Regions from separate parts of the Mus musculus genome. Here all the other regions are linked to region 1. A link is a contact called in public HiChIP or PLAC-seq and promoter capture Hi-C data. All regions are on one chromosome and are shown on one strand. Each heading gives the region's core, a stretch centred on a gene start, on an enhancer-like site or on the middle of the called end of the contact. The rest is flanking DNA. Distances are from core to core; before and after follow the strand shown. Region 1 holds the start of Cstad (CSA-conditional, T cell activation-dependent protein). Region 2 overlaps Tor1a (torsin family 1, member A (torsin A)). Region 3 has its middle 25 kb from the start of Ptges.

Region 1 (4,054 bases), core at 859-3,358:
CAGCAGCCGTGGGGCATTATGCTGAGGATGGAGGCAGGTCTCTGCTCGATACATGCAGCAAGGTGGGAACCCCTCCCCATGGCTGTGGGAACTCTCTAGTGCTGCCCGTCACAGGGACGACCACTCTGTTTCTAAGGCAGGTTCTTATGTAGTCCAGGCTGGCTTTGAATTTTCTGAGTTGTCAGGGGGGGACCCCCGATCCTCTTGTCTCCTCCCTCCCAGGTGTTTGACTTATAGGTGTGCACCACCATGCCTGGTCTGTTTGGTGCTGTGGATCGACCCCAGGACAAGCACTCTATCCACCAAGCTGCACCCCAGCCCCTCCCCACTTTCAATAGCTAAGTGCACTTCCATCTGCCTGAAACCAGCCCCCCAACCCAGCCCATGGTTATCTTCCTAGTAGCAACCATAACGGCAGCAAGTCTATTTGCTGTGTGTGCAGGCCCCCCCGCAAAGCCACCCACACCTTACACTTCACTGACCCCTCCCACTGGCCCCAGGAAGAGATGCCCTCATGACCCCATTTTATGGATGGGCATGTTGAGACTCTCTTCTGAACCAAGTCCAGGGCCAGGAGTAAAGGGCAGGCTTCCCACCCAGCAGCATAGAGAAGAGAGCCGCTAGGGACGGCAGAAAGGCTGACTCTCCCAAGAGCTCAACTGCATTCTCTCCTCAGCTCCCCACTTGTGGGCCCTTGACCTCTGCAGCACCCCAGCCTGCAGCTCATCCTTTTCATCGGCAGCTGGGGTGCTGCATGCTCGGCTCAATCCAGGTCCTATCGGGATCCCTGCTTCTCTGGTTGTGTGCTCACTTTGCAAAACAGCAGAATTTATAGCGCAAGTAATTGATCCGGGTGTTCCTGCCTCCCGCCATCTCGCTGGGTCTCCTAATTCCCTTCTCCTCGCTTTTCCTCAGCCTTCTCAGCACACCATCTGTGGTGTCAGAGAATAGGAAGCCAAAAAGGGAGGGGAGGGTTCTAGTCCCAGATCTGCCAAATAAGAGTCAGATGAACCTCAGTTTCCCCATCTACCAAACAGAGGACCTGGTGATACTCTTAGGGCGCTAGGCCCGGGGTGCTGGAGCCAGGAGTGACCATTTACTACCCTCAAGTCACTCCCAGAGGTGCAGGCATGCCTGAGACCCACTTCATGGATGGGAACATTGTGGCTTTGAGAGCTTGTGGTTGTTTAGGGACCCAGAGCTGAGAAACATGACCTGGGCTTAAATCCAGGCCTCTGTGGCCAGTGTCCTAAACTGGATTCTACCTCCAGAGAGAAGTCATGATGGGATCCTGGCCCTGTCCTGGCTGGCCGGCTTCTCTTTATCTACGGCCAAGCATGAGTTCGGGGCAGAGTGTTGAGGCACAAGGGGAAATTCTATAAACCGTAGAGTCTATCAGACCTCTCCAAAATCTACTGTATGACCAGGGGCCTCCTGGAAGACCCATACAGCCTTTTAGAACGATCCATAAAAGGACTCCAGGGGTGCATATCGCTGGCCTTTCCCATGGCAGGTGACTTAGAAGGGTCCAGTGTGCCTAGCATGGCCTACCCATGCAAAACTGAGCTGGGGCAGCTTCTAGGCCCCTTTCTGTTCATTTTGTGAGGTGATTGCTTTTCTGGGGTCACTGGCTTGTGTAAGCCCCTCCACTCTCAGTGAAGCTCTGCCCCGCTATTTGTTTGTCTTTGCCCCTCTCCTGGCCTCCGGGCGCCACCGACAGGATTTGTCTCCATTCCATGCCGCAACCTCTCCAGGCCAAAGCCATCTTCTCTCCCGTGGCTGTGCATCCGAGGACGCCTCGGCCCTGTGCAGCAGCGGGGCTTCGTCCTGGCCGGCCCTTAGCTGGGGACAGAGGCCGTTTTGTCCTTGCTTTGGAGAAGGGATGGAGGCTTCATCCTCAGTGGCTGCCTGCTCGCGCCTGGCTGGAGGAGAGATGAGAGCAGGCTGCAGGGCTGCAGGCAGCGGCTTTCAGAACAAACAGAATTTTTTTTTGCAACTAGAGGGGGAAGCACAGAGCTAAAAATAAAACGAAAAGATCAGTATCTGTCAGTCTGACAGCTGATTGGCTGCTCGGAGATGCATATAATTACCAGCAACTGGCGCTGGGTAGGCAAAGCCCGGAGAAACTGCTGAGATGAGGTTAGGATTTAACCTTTAAATTCTGGAGCCACCGGAAAGCTAGGGGAGACAACCGGCGTCGGTGCTAATGAGGCTGGGGGCGGGGGCCGGGGGCACCGAGTCGGGGTCAGGTCCCCGGGCTCCCCCGAAGGCCCGGGGAACCCTCAGCCCGCGCCTCCGCCATCAGACTGGGAGTGCCTCTGATTGGGCGGCTCGGGGGCGGTGGGCCTTCTCTCCGCCCAGCTGGGGGTGGTGTCTTCCGGGAAGTTGAGGGGTCGCACCTGGGAGGGAGGGGGAACTATCCGGTGCTCTAGGGGTTCCAGGCCTCTCCTCGACTGACCCTGTCCTCACCCACATTCCTCCATCTCTCTGCCTAGTACTAATAGGATTTGGCTTTGGTTTTGCTGCCCACCCCTTCAGCTCCTCCATCCCAACTCCTACCCCTGGTCCCTAGTCCCTTCCTTCCAGATCTGGACAGGCCTCACGCAGGCTGGTCCTAGGTTTCTCTAGAGATAGACCAAAGCTGCAGGACTAGAGGGGTGCTGCTGTCCTCCCTGAACCTCAGTTTCTTCATATGTAAAATGGGGGTGGTGATGGTAGAACCTGTTCTATGTCTTCACAGGTGACAGGGATTTTGCAAGCAGTGGTTCCCCTTGATTATCCAACCCAAGGTCTCCCCATGAGTGAGCTCATGTAAGGGTCTGCCCTGACCCACAGTGAGCTCCTGGGTGCCTCCAGCAGTTTCTGCTACCCTCTGTCTCCCCTGCCCCTCCTCTGAGCATCTTCTCTGGAAAGTATCTCCTGCCCCAGCCCTCCTGCTGCAGCCTCTGGGTTCCTGACTCACAATCAGACTGTATGCCCAAGGAGGACAGGAACCACAAAAGCCCATAGCCCTTACAAGGAAATATCAAATTCCTTGCTCTGTGGTTTAAGAAGCCAGACAGAGGCAGGGATCTCGGGCAGCTATAGGCCTGAAACACGCAGATGTCTCATCTGATAGGCAGCCAGCCATCCTCAGCCCTGTGGGGCTGGGGCTTCTTATACAACACCCAGGAGATGCCACCCTTGGGCTGGGAAGATGCAAAGTGCCTGGGGGGCGGGGCGGGGGGAGGAAGGAGTAGCTCACACTGGAACTGGCTCCTGACTGTGATCACCCCACAAAGATCTCTGCAGTCCCTACAACACCCCTAGCAAGTGTTGTTGTTATTGGCAATCTATGATGGGGAAACTGAGGCAAGGAACTGAGCAAGGCTTGAGAGTGCTCAGACCGGAGCCACCCAGGCCTCCTCTCCCAGGCCGTGGGATGAAGATGGAAGGGAGTCTGAGAGATAGAGAAGGTGCTGGAATAGCTAACCTGAGACCTTCCAAGCCCAGTGAGCCAGGGGGGTCTTGGTTGAACAGCTTCTCCGTGACTTCCAGTGTCATAAGCTCTGACAGTCCTGTAACTACCTCCCACCCCACAGTTCTGTTTCTTTCTTATCCTAATGAAGACCCCAACAGGGTGACAGGTGGCAGCTTCCTGTGGGGCATCTGTGGCACCCAGTGCCAGCCTCTGCTTTGGCTTGGAAGGTCATCCTGAGCCGATGTCACCAGCCCCAGAGCCCATTCTCACCCCTGGGTTATTGACCACCACTTCTTGTCAGTCCTCTGCCCCAGCCCCAGCCCTGCTGGCCAACAAAGAGTCAAGAAGGGTAGCTCACTTTCCAGGAGGCAGCCATAGACTTGTCCGTCTGAAGAACCCAGCTTCGGAGAGCTGTGTGACATAGCTGCTTGAGACCACCCTTCCCTTGTCCATTTGACTGGTTTCTTCCCCACTCCCCTTCCGGAGCCTTCTCACCCCAACTATTTCCTTGCTTACCTGGAAATTGGGTGGAAGCTGACCTTTGCATGTGCGTGTGCATGTGCGGTGTGCGTGTGCGTGTGTGTGTGTGTGTAT
Region 2 (4,054 bases), core at 917-3,416, 370 kb after region 1:
AAGTAGAAATACTGGTAATGTCATCCAACAGTTTCAAAAGACACACAAAGCCACCGCTGAAAGCTTCTTATAGTATTAAAAACCATTTTAAATAAAACGTTATCACATTTGCAGTAAAACTTACTTGTTCTGCCTCAAAACAGAAACACCTGAAATTAAAACATAATTTTAAAAAAATCACAAGTCCAGAATGCTGGGAGCTGCTTTCATCTCTGGAGGCTCCAGGAGCTTCAGGTCCATGTTGCATCTGTGGTCCCTACAGCGCGGTCACCTGCAGGCTCTGAGGAGCAGAAACAGGATTCTCCCGCTAACCTCAGCAGGAAGTGTCCAAGCCTCTTCTGGGGAGGAGCGGACTGACACAGCCCTGGCAGCCGGCCTCAGTCATCCAGGTAGTAGTCCAGCTTGGTGAACACAGTCTTGCAGCCCTTGTCAGAGAAGACCTTCTCCTCCTTGGGGAAGAACGTCATCTCTTCCGCTACCTTGCTGATGATGTCCTCATCTACTTCATAGCCTCGGGACTGCATCTCCACTCTGATGCACATTTTCAGGTGCTTGTACTCCAGGGGCAGGAAGGGGACAAAATAATCTATGAGGTTCCGGTCAATGAGGCTGCTGTGCCAGAAGCCACCTGGGAAAGACAGAAAGGTGACACATAACAATGATCGGTCCAGACAGGATAATTACCAGGTGTTCACTGGGGGCCATGCTACCCATCTCCATACAGTGAGGAAGAGAGACAAGCTGAGAACTGCCCATGAGTACTGCCTTGGGATGCAGCAGGGACAGCAAGGGCAGGGTGACATAAGGGGACACCTTTGGGGCTCATTAGTTAAGAATGCCTTTAACAGTGCACACCTCTAATGCCAGCACTCCTGAGGCAGAGGCAGGTGGATCTGAGTTCAAGGCCAGCCTGGTCTACAGAGTGAGTTCCAGGACAGCCAGGGCTAAACAGAGAAACCATGTTACACGAAAACAAACCAACATGAACACTTGTTGCTCACTGCAGAGGACCTGAGTTGGGTCCCAGTACGCCTCAGGCTGCTCACAACCACGTGCAACTCTGGGTCCAGGGATGCAAAACCTTCTCTGGATACTGACATACACATACATAGGCATACAAAAATGAGAAACACACAAAAAAGCTTTAAAACAGACACTTTAGAGCTCTGGGCTTGGAAAGGCCTCTCCTGTGTGCCTTTGAGATGGGAGGCAGACTAGATGGCCACTTGCACCACACTGTGCTGGGCCCCAGGCAGTGGTGAGAAGCTGGTGGACAGATTGGAAGAAGTTCGAAAAAAAGAGGTAAGGGAGAGCCAGCCACAGACTCCACCAGCCAATCTCCAACTAGAGCTTCCATAGCTGGACCTGCAATTAAGGAATCCACAGCTGCTGCCTGCCAGTTCCTAAACCCTGCAGAGCATTCCGGAAGCAACACCTAGACTTCCCTGAGTAATAAGGCGTGCCAGCAAGGCTGTGCACCTCAAGGGTCGGGATTCTGACAACATTTTCCCTACAAAAGTCTAGTTCTGCATAGCTCAGCCGTCCAGTCCTGGAAACACTTGATTCAGTACCTGCAGGATGCCCTAAAGAGCCCGTGACATGTCTTGGTGTCCTGCCTAGCCTATTAGTCTTTGTGCTCTGGCTCCCAATGCAAGCTGTGCAGAGAGCCCAGGGTCTGTTTTCTCAGAACGGTGCTCTGCACTGATGTACTTGGGGGAGGACCTGTGGCCACAGCAAAGAGCAAACCGACTGTGGAGCAGTCACCAGTGCCTCTGCGCCAGAACCCTAAGGGTGTAGCTGGGGGCATCTGCCTGGCTGGGGAGGTGACCCCGAGCACAAGCGCTCAGCAGAACCAGTGACTTCAAATGGTCACACGGCTTAAAAATACCAGCTGGGCTGGTGGTAGGGCAATTAGCTGGCGTGTGCACGGCCCTGGGTTTGAGTGTGAACCACATAAAAGCAAAAGTGTGAACCACATAAAAGCAAAACCACCCATATACCGCCAACTGAGATATGTGTCCTCAGCAAATGTCTCCCTTCAAGGTGGCCCAATGTGTCCTCCTCCCAAGACTGCTCTCATTGTCCACCCCAGCACTACTGTCTACCAGCCATGACAGAGTTCTCAATTATCCCTTATCCCTGCTACAGCCCCGCAGGAGCTCCTCCTGCCTTCACCACACAAGCACACCACGCACGCCCACACACACACAGTGCTGCCCATCAATCTGTTCTTCCTGTTGTGTGCAGCCATCCTTTATAGCATCAAGAGAGAGCAAAAAGGTTTGTCTTTTCTCAATATTCCATCTGCACAGAGTAACAGAACGCACTGTGCTAGCTAGTCACCTAACTTCAATGCGGATTTCTTGGTGAGCATGTTTCCAGTGGGGCCTGTAGCCTTTTGTCACCTCAACGACCTGGTGAGATAACCAGTGAGTAACCTTCGACCTGGTGAGATAACCAGTGAGTAACCTTCGTGGCTGTCTGCCTTGTAGGGTTCAAGGTCAAAGGTCTGCATGACAGTAGCCAGAGAAGCAGTTGAGCTGAGAGTCAAAAGCTCTGAGTACTGGCTGCCTGGTGCTGTACAAGATCCTCCTGCCGCCTGTGTCCTCGGTAAGAAGCAGCCAGCCAGCATCTACCTACCCCACAAGGTAGGGCAAGTGTCTGTGACAGAGGGAAGACACTGCAAAGGGAGAGGCCTTCCCTGTTACTGCCTCCTGCAGCCATCTGCAGTGGCCTTCTGCTTCAATTGCCTGCTCTTCCTCCACAAGGAATGTAGCGCAAACCCTGTCTTAACCAACTCATCTATAAAGCCTCCTGCAGCTCATTAACAGTGGTCACTCGAGGATTCCGTCGGGTCCGGGGAGCAGTAGGGGTGCACGGTTAGGGGGTGGACTGCCATACTTACTGTTCTTGTTATTGAAGACCGACACGGCCAGGGCGGGCTCCATGTCTCTGAGCTTGATTTCTTCCCTCTGCTTCCCACTTTTCCAGAAATCCAGAGCCACGTCTGTGATCCTCTCTGCCCCTGCATTGCTGCCGAAACAATTGCAGTGAGGAGGGACTGCACCTCTTCCCAAAGCCCCCAGCTCGAGGGTGTCCCACCATGTCCCAGCCACAGCCTCACCTGAGGAAGATGAAGATGGCTTTCTGATAGGAGACCTCATCTACCACATCGTAATAGTCTAGGAAAGGCTTGATGGCGTCGATGAGGCCGGCATGCATCTTGTCCATCTCATCAAAGATGAAGATGGAGCGAGCACAGGCGCTCACGTTGCCTCTGATCCACATCTGTAACTGGTCCTGAAGGACAAGGGGGCCCTTCAGTGTAACTGCGGGCTTCGACACCCACACCCAAGTTCTCCGAAATAATGACTCTGAGACTCAAGTATAAATGAAGAAATACTGGAGCCCAGAGTGTTGGCTCTGTTCCCCAACTAGCTCTTATCTCAATAATCCTGATTATTCTATTCTGTGAGTGTCACCCGGCAAGTTCTCTTTCCTTCAGTTTCATGTGTCTCTCCATCTGCAGTCTGGGGCCAATTTCCCATGCTTCCAACTCTATATCTCTGCCGATGTCCTACCTTCTAGTTCTGCCTCAGCTCATTGGCTAGTCAGCGTTTTTATTGACAGGTGAATGCTTCCACGCATTGCACAAATGATTCCTTCTACAATTAAGAGCTCAGGGGGGTAGGGAGGGGAGGCAGGGAAGTCGTCGACACAATGCTATCAGCTTTGGGTTTCTTTGTTTTTTGTGTGCATTTACCCAGAGCCTCACTAGTGCTAAACAAGCCCAGGCCCTCAGGACAATGGCTGTGTTTCTGGAGCACTGTGCTATGAGCATCACACCCATACACCTTTGGCCTCACAAGCACTTCCTGTGTGGATAGCATCATACCCATGCCACAGACGAGGACCCTGAGCTACAGAGCGCTTGCCTAAGAAAACGTAGTTAGGCTGAGGCAGGCTGGGATCTCAGCCCAACCCTGTCCTATGCCAACGCTCCAGGTTTGTGACCTTGTGTCAGCCAGGCACCAGCTCTGTCCTCACAATGTCA
Region 3 (4,054 bases), core at 513-3,012, 330 kb after region 1:
TGGAAGGAGGGCAGCTTTCCTCCAGACTGTTTATATCAGCGCTGAACTGGAGCAATCCTTCTAGAGCATGCTCCCACAGACCCACACAGAGGTGTGACTGTTGGTCGGACCCGGATCCAGTTGACACCGATGAACCATCACCAGGATGAGCTCTAACTCCTGCCCTGGAGTTAGTGAGCTGCATCTAGTGAGCCTTGTCTCAGCCCTGCTGGTGGGAGTTGCCATTGAGTCTTTAAGGTCATCTCCCTGTTTCAATGACGTCCATGAGCGGGGCCTTCTGGCTGTATGTCTCTTACTGTAAAGTAGCCTGGAACTTGTAGCAATCCTCCTGCCTCAGCTCCCTGAGTGTTGACATTCTTGACTATTTTACTTTTTTTTTTTTTTTTAACGTAAAGTCTGGAAACCTAGCGTGAGTTTCGTGCTCACGTATCTCCACTGGCTTCCTGGACTCACTCTGTTTTGGGTACTCAATGACCACGTCTGACTTGTGATGGCCATCATGGGCAGAGCAGGGCTCTGTAATGACAAACTGAGGCTCCTCAAATGCCCATCAGCAATAACTGTGCCAGCTGGAAGGTGTTTCCGTGTGAAACATTATTTTCCTCTGACTATACTATACATTAAATCGATATTTTTATTTACTTTATGGGGGAGGGGTGAGTGCCACAGCTGGAGTATGGAAGGCAGAGGACAGCTTGCAGGAATCAGTTCTCTCCTTCCAGCATGTGGGTCCCAGGGTCAAACTCAAGCTGTTGGGTTTGAGTTGGCTGAGAAGCAAGAAGGAGCCCATGTCGGATCCAACATCTAGTTCCTATATAGTGTGCCTCTCTGAGCCTCAGCTTCTGTCTATAAAACATGCATGAAAGTAGCTGGCCTCTCACTCTCGTGGGATGTTCCAGGCTCTGCAGGAGTTGTGAGTGTCCTAAGGGTTAGTTATTGTTGCTGTTGCTGTTGGTGTGTGTGTGTGTGTGTGTGTGTACATGTCTGTGCACATGCCTGGTGTGTACATGCACGCAGAGGCCAGGGGCTGAAGTTGAATTTTCCGTGCCTATATCTAGCTGAGTGTGTGCCACATGTGTGGGTGCTTGCTGGGGGTATACAGTCCACTGGAGCTGGAGGTACAGGCGGTCGTGACCCTCCGGCCAAACCCAGGGCCTGTGTAACAGCGGTAAAAGTGCTCTCGCCCATCAGCCACCACTCCAGCTCTTCCACGTTATTGTTTGAGACAAGGACTCTCACTGAGCCTGGAGCTCTCTGATTTGAGGCTGGCTGGCTGGAGCTCCGGGGATCCCCAGGCATCTGTCTGTCTTCCCCTTCTTAGTGCTGGGGTTCCAGCCACGCACCATCACACTGGTTTTACACACGGCCCCTGGGGATCTAATTCGGATCCTCAGGCCTGTGTGGCAAGCCCTTTACTCCACACTCTGCTGTTGCTATTTTAAGAACTGAGATTCAACTAGGCCATGTTCCTTCCTGAGGCTAAGCTCTTACACAGAGGATGAGCTTGTATCCAATCTAGCCAGCCACAGGGGGCCGGAAATGAGTCCCCCAACACTTACCTAGCATCAACAAACACTCAGCAGCCGCTGAGACACTCAGGAAGTTGGCTCATTTGCAAATGTCCCTACATTTCAAATCTTTAGCAGCAAGCCAGAGGAGGGAAATTTGGTGGTGGTGGTGGGGGGAGTTACACAACGCCTCACTCCCCAAGCTGGGTGAGGCTGGTGCCCTTCCCACAGGGTCATCCGGGGAACACACACAGTCAGAACTGATAGAGGCCAAAGGGCTGGGAACACATGTGTGATGCGCGTGATCACCCACAACAGTGCAGTAGTAGGGAAGAAGACAGAGAAGGCTTCAGAGCTCTCCCAAAACCTGGCTAACAGGCAGGCAGCCAAACCATATACTGGACAAGGCCCAGAACTCAGGCCTCTGCCATGTCCCTATGACACATCATTTCTTTTATATACCCAGATGGACATATGTTTCCCCAGACCAGCAGCCATGAGGAATTGTCCCTGTAAGGACTCATGCTCCTGTCACCGTGGTGCAGCTGATTGGACAGCAGAGAGCACCTGGTCACAGGTAGCAGTGGGTACCTATGGCAGCACCCAGTGCTCCTCTGAAGCCCTGATGGGAAGGTAGGCGGGATGGGCCCAAATAGACCACGAGGAACTAGAGCTGTGAGCAGCTGGTACAGAGACACGGCTCAGCGGGAAAGAGCACTGCCTTGCTTGCAGAGGACCTAAGTTCAGTTCCCTGAGCCCACATGATGACTCAAACATCCCCTAACTCCAGTCCCAGGGAAATCTGACACCCTCTTCTGGTCTCTGTGGGCACTTTATACATGATGTGCACGTTCAGACAAGTACGCACACACACACACACACACACACACACACACACACACACACACACACACACACAAATAAAAATAAATTTTAAATGGAAAGACATGAACTCACAAACGACTCTGGAAAACTGCTTTTAACGCTGACTGGCTCACCTGCCTGCAATACCGTGAATGCCCACTAGAGGTCTGCTTATCCTGGCGGTCTCATGGACTCTCTGCCCCAGCCATAGCAGAGCAGCTGTCAGCCTTCACAAACCAGAGAGGCTCAGACTCTTCCACCCCCGGGCTTGGAGACCATACTTTCTCTGGGTACCTTAGGGTTTTAAGACATTCTGTGTGTGTGGCTCCCCATCGCCTAACTCCACTCCACGGTGTCTCAAGACCCCACCCCTTCCCAGCCCAGTGTCTCAGTGACAACCAGATGAGCCCCTGGCTGCCAGCAGGCCTCTCATTGCACTTGGGACCAGGCTCTTCCTCAGATATGGTTCTGGCCACAGAAGCCACCACGGGCGATGTATGAACCATTGTAAGCCTGTTGGTAGCAGCAGAGAAAAGAGCCACTTTCTACACCAGAGAAGGGACCAACCAGACAGAGAGACTTGGATTAAAGGTGCGTACCACCAGGCTGGTTTCACTTTAAGGTTTTATTAGTTTGTTTTGTTTTTCAGGTAGAACTCCCCAGCTAGCCCTTGAACTTGCATTGTGGTCAAGGATGACCTTGAACCTCTGTCTCTCCCTCCCAAGTACTAGGGTTACAAGCATGCGACACTTTATGAGGTGCTGGGGTGAAACTCAGGGCTACAGATATGCTAGGCCAGCGCTCTATCCACTGAGCCACGCCCTAGCCCTACCCACACTCCGGAGATGAGGAAGCTGGAGTTTGGAGGAGGGGCATGACTCAGCCAATGACTGTGCTCCACACCAGCAAGACATGCTCTGGATAACATATGACTATGAAATCCCCCACAGAGCCAGGAAGATGGAGCTGTTGGTCAGCAAGGTATGTGTGCGACTCACCTGGTTTGCCTCCTTCCAGGGCCAGCTGGGAGCTCCCATTCACCCACCCAGAATGTCTGGCTCCCAATCTGGGCTCTCAAAACTACCTTAAAGGAGCAGGCACCCAAAAACATCCTTTGTCATCCACACTACCACCCCAAAGTACAACGGACAGCCAGGGACCCAGACACGAATGCTGGACAGCGCCAAGGCTTGCCTCAACGCCATCCTCAGGGACTTGGGGAATTGGGGAGCTCTGGGAACTAACTGCTTGGCCTTGCGTTTCCGAACTTCGTTTTATCCCAGAAGACAACTCTCTTCCTCCTGGCTGGAGGCGGTAGTTGAAGCGGGCCATTAACACTCCCCAGTTCCACCCGCAATGAGCATGCGTGTTTGAGAAGTAAAGCTAGCAGGCACCAACTGGAAAGCCGGGCAAGTCCTTGAGGGAACCAAAGAAATGAGAATCCCAGAGGAGCAGTCGCGGAAAGGCTGAGCTTCCAGCAGGGGGAGCACGGGGGCCTTTCCAAGATCGAGCTCACACACTCCCCACCCCACCTCCAGCCCTTGCTGGCCGCTTACCTTGTCCTCAGGTGTCTCTGCTGAGCTCATCCGTGATGACGTCACCACGTCACACTGGAGGCCTTGGCGGCGTGATATCCAAGGGGGCTTCGGGCTTTTCGCTGTCTCCTTCCTTTCTCTATGACT

The links. Promoter capture Hi-C pulls out the DNA fragments that hold promoters and counts their contacts. HiChIP or PLAC-seq counts read pairs in DNA pulled down with a chosen protein or histone mark.
Region 2: a promoter capture Hi-C map of hippocampal neurons shows a contact between it and region 1, with 4 times the contacts expected there. The contact joins the enhancer-like site here to the promoter of Cstad in region 1. A contact is called at or near these places in 2 of 39 promoter capture datasets (the SN4741 cell line and hippocampal neurons), 5 of 115 datasets of contacts at active chromatin or transcription factors (bone marrow-derived macrophages, embryonic midbrain, large pre-B cells and 2 more) and 2 of 9 other capture datasets (adipose tissue and pancreatic islet).
Region 3: an H3K27ac HiChIP or PLAC-seq map of VIP interneurons shows a contact between it and region 1, with 4 times the contacts expected there. The contact joins the enhancer-like site here to the promoter of Cstad in region 1. A contact is called at or near these places in 2 of 39 promoter capture datasets (the SN4741 cell line and neural stem cells), 12 of 484 Hi-C or Micro-C datasets (the Ba/F3 cell line, the N1E-115 cell line, cardiomyocytes and 8 more), 8 of 115 datasets of contacts at active chromatin or transcription factors (VIP interneurons, bone marrow-derived dendritic cells, craniofacial prominence and 5 more) and 1 of 9 other capture datasets (adipose tissue).

Annotation. Positions count from the first base shown.
Region 1 is chr2:30,592,936-30,596,989 of GRCm38.p6, forward strand. It overlaps Cstad (CSA-conditional, T cell activation-dependent protein), which reads left to right and starts at 2,109. Exons shown (of 2, transcript NM_030137.2): 1 at 2,109-2,139. The coding sequence starts at 2,135.
Region 2 is chr2:30,960,570-30,964,623 of GRCm38.p6, forward strand. It overlaps Tor1a (torsin family 1, member A (torsin A)), which reads right to left. Exons shown (of 5, transcript NM_144884.2): 3 at 3,125-3,300; 4 at 2,906-3,033; 5 at 1-628. The coding sequence ends at 378. It also overlaps a transcript of Tor1b not described here. Among named protein-coding and RNA genes, the nearest start is that of Tor1a, 5.3 kb to the right of the region's middle. Within about 2 kb of position 2,167, at least 12 of the 459 cell types and tissues checked have an H3K27ac peak or open chromatin away from gene starts, as enhancers often do. A contact at or near this core is called in hippocampal neurons, where this site is marked.
Region 3 is chr2:30,925,834-30,929,887 of GRCm38.p6, forward strand. It overlaps a transcript of Ptges not described here. Among named protein-coding and RNA genes, the nearest start is that of Ptges, 25 kb to the left of the region's middle. Within about 2 kb of position 1,763, at least 92 of the 459 cell types and tissues checked have an H3K27ac peak or open chromatin away from gene starts, as enhancers often do. A contact at or near this core is called in VIP interneurons, adipose tissue, bone marrow-derived dendritic cells and 1 more, where this site is marked.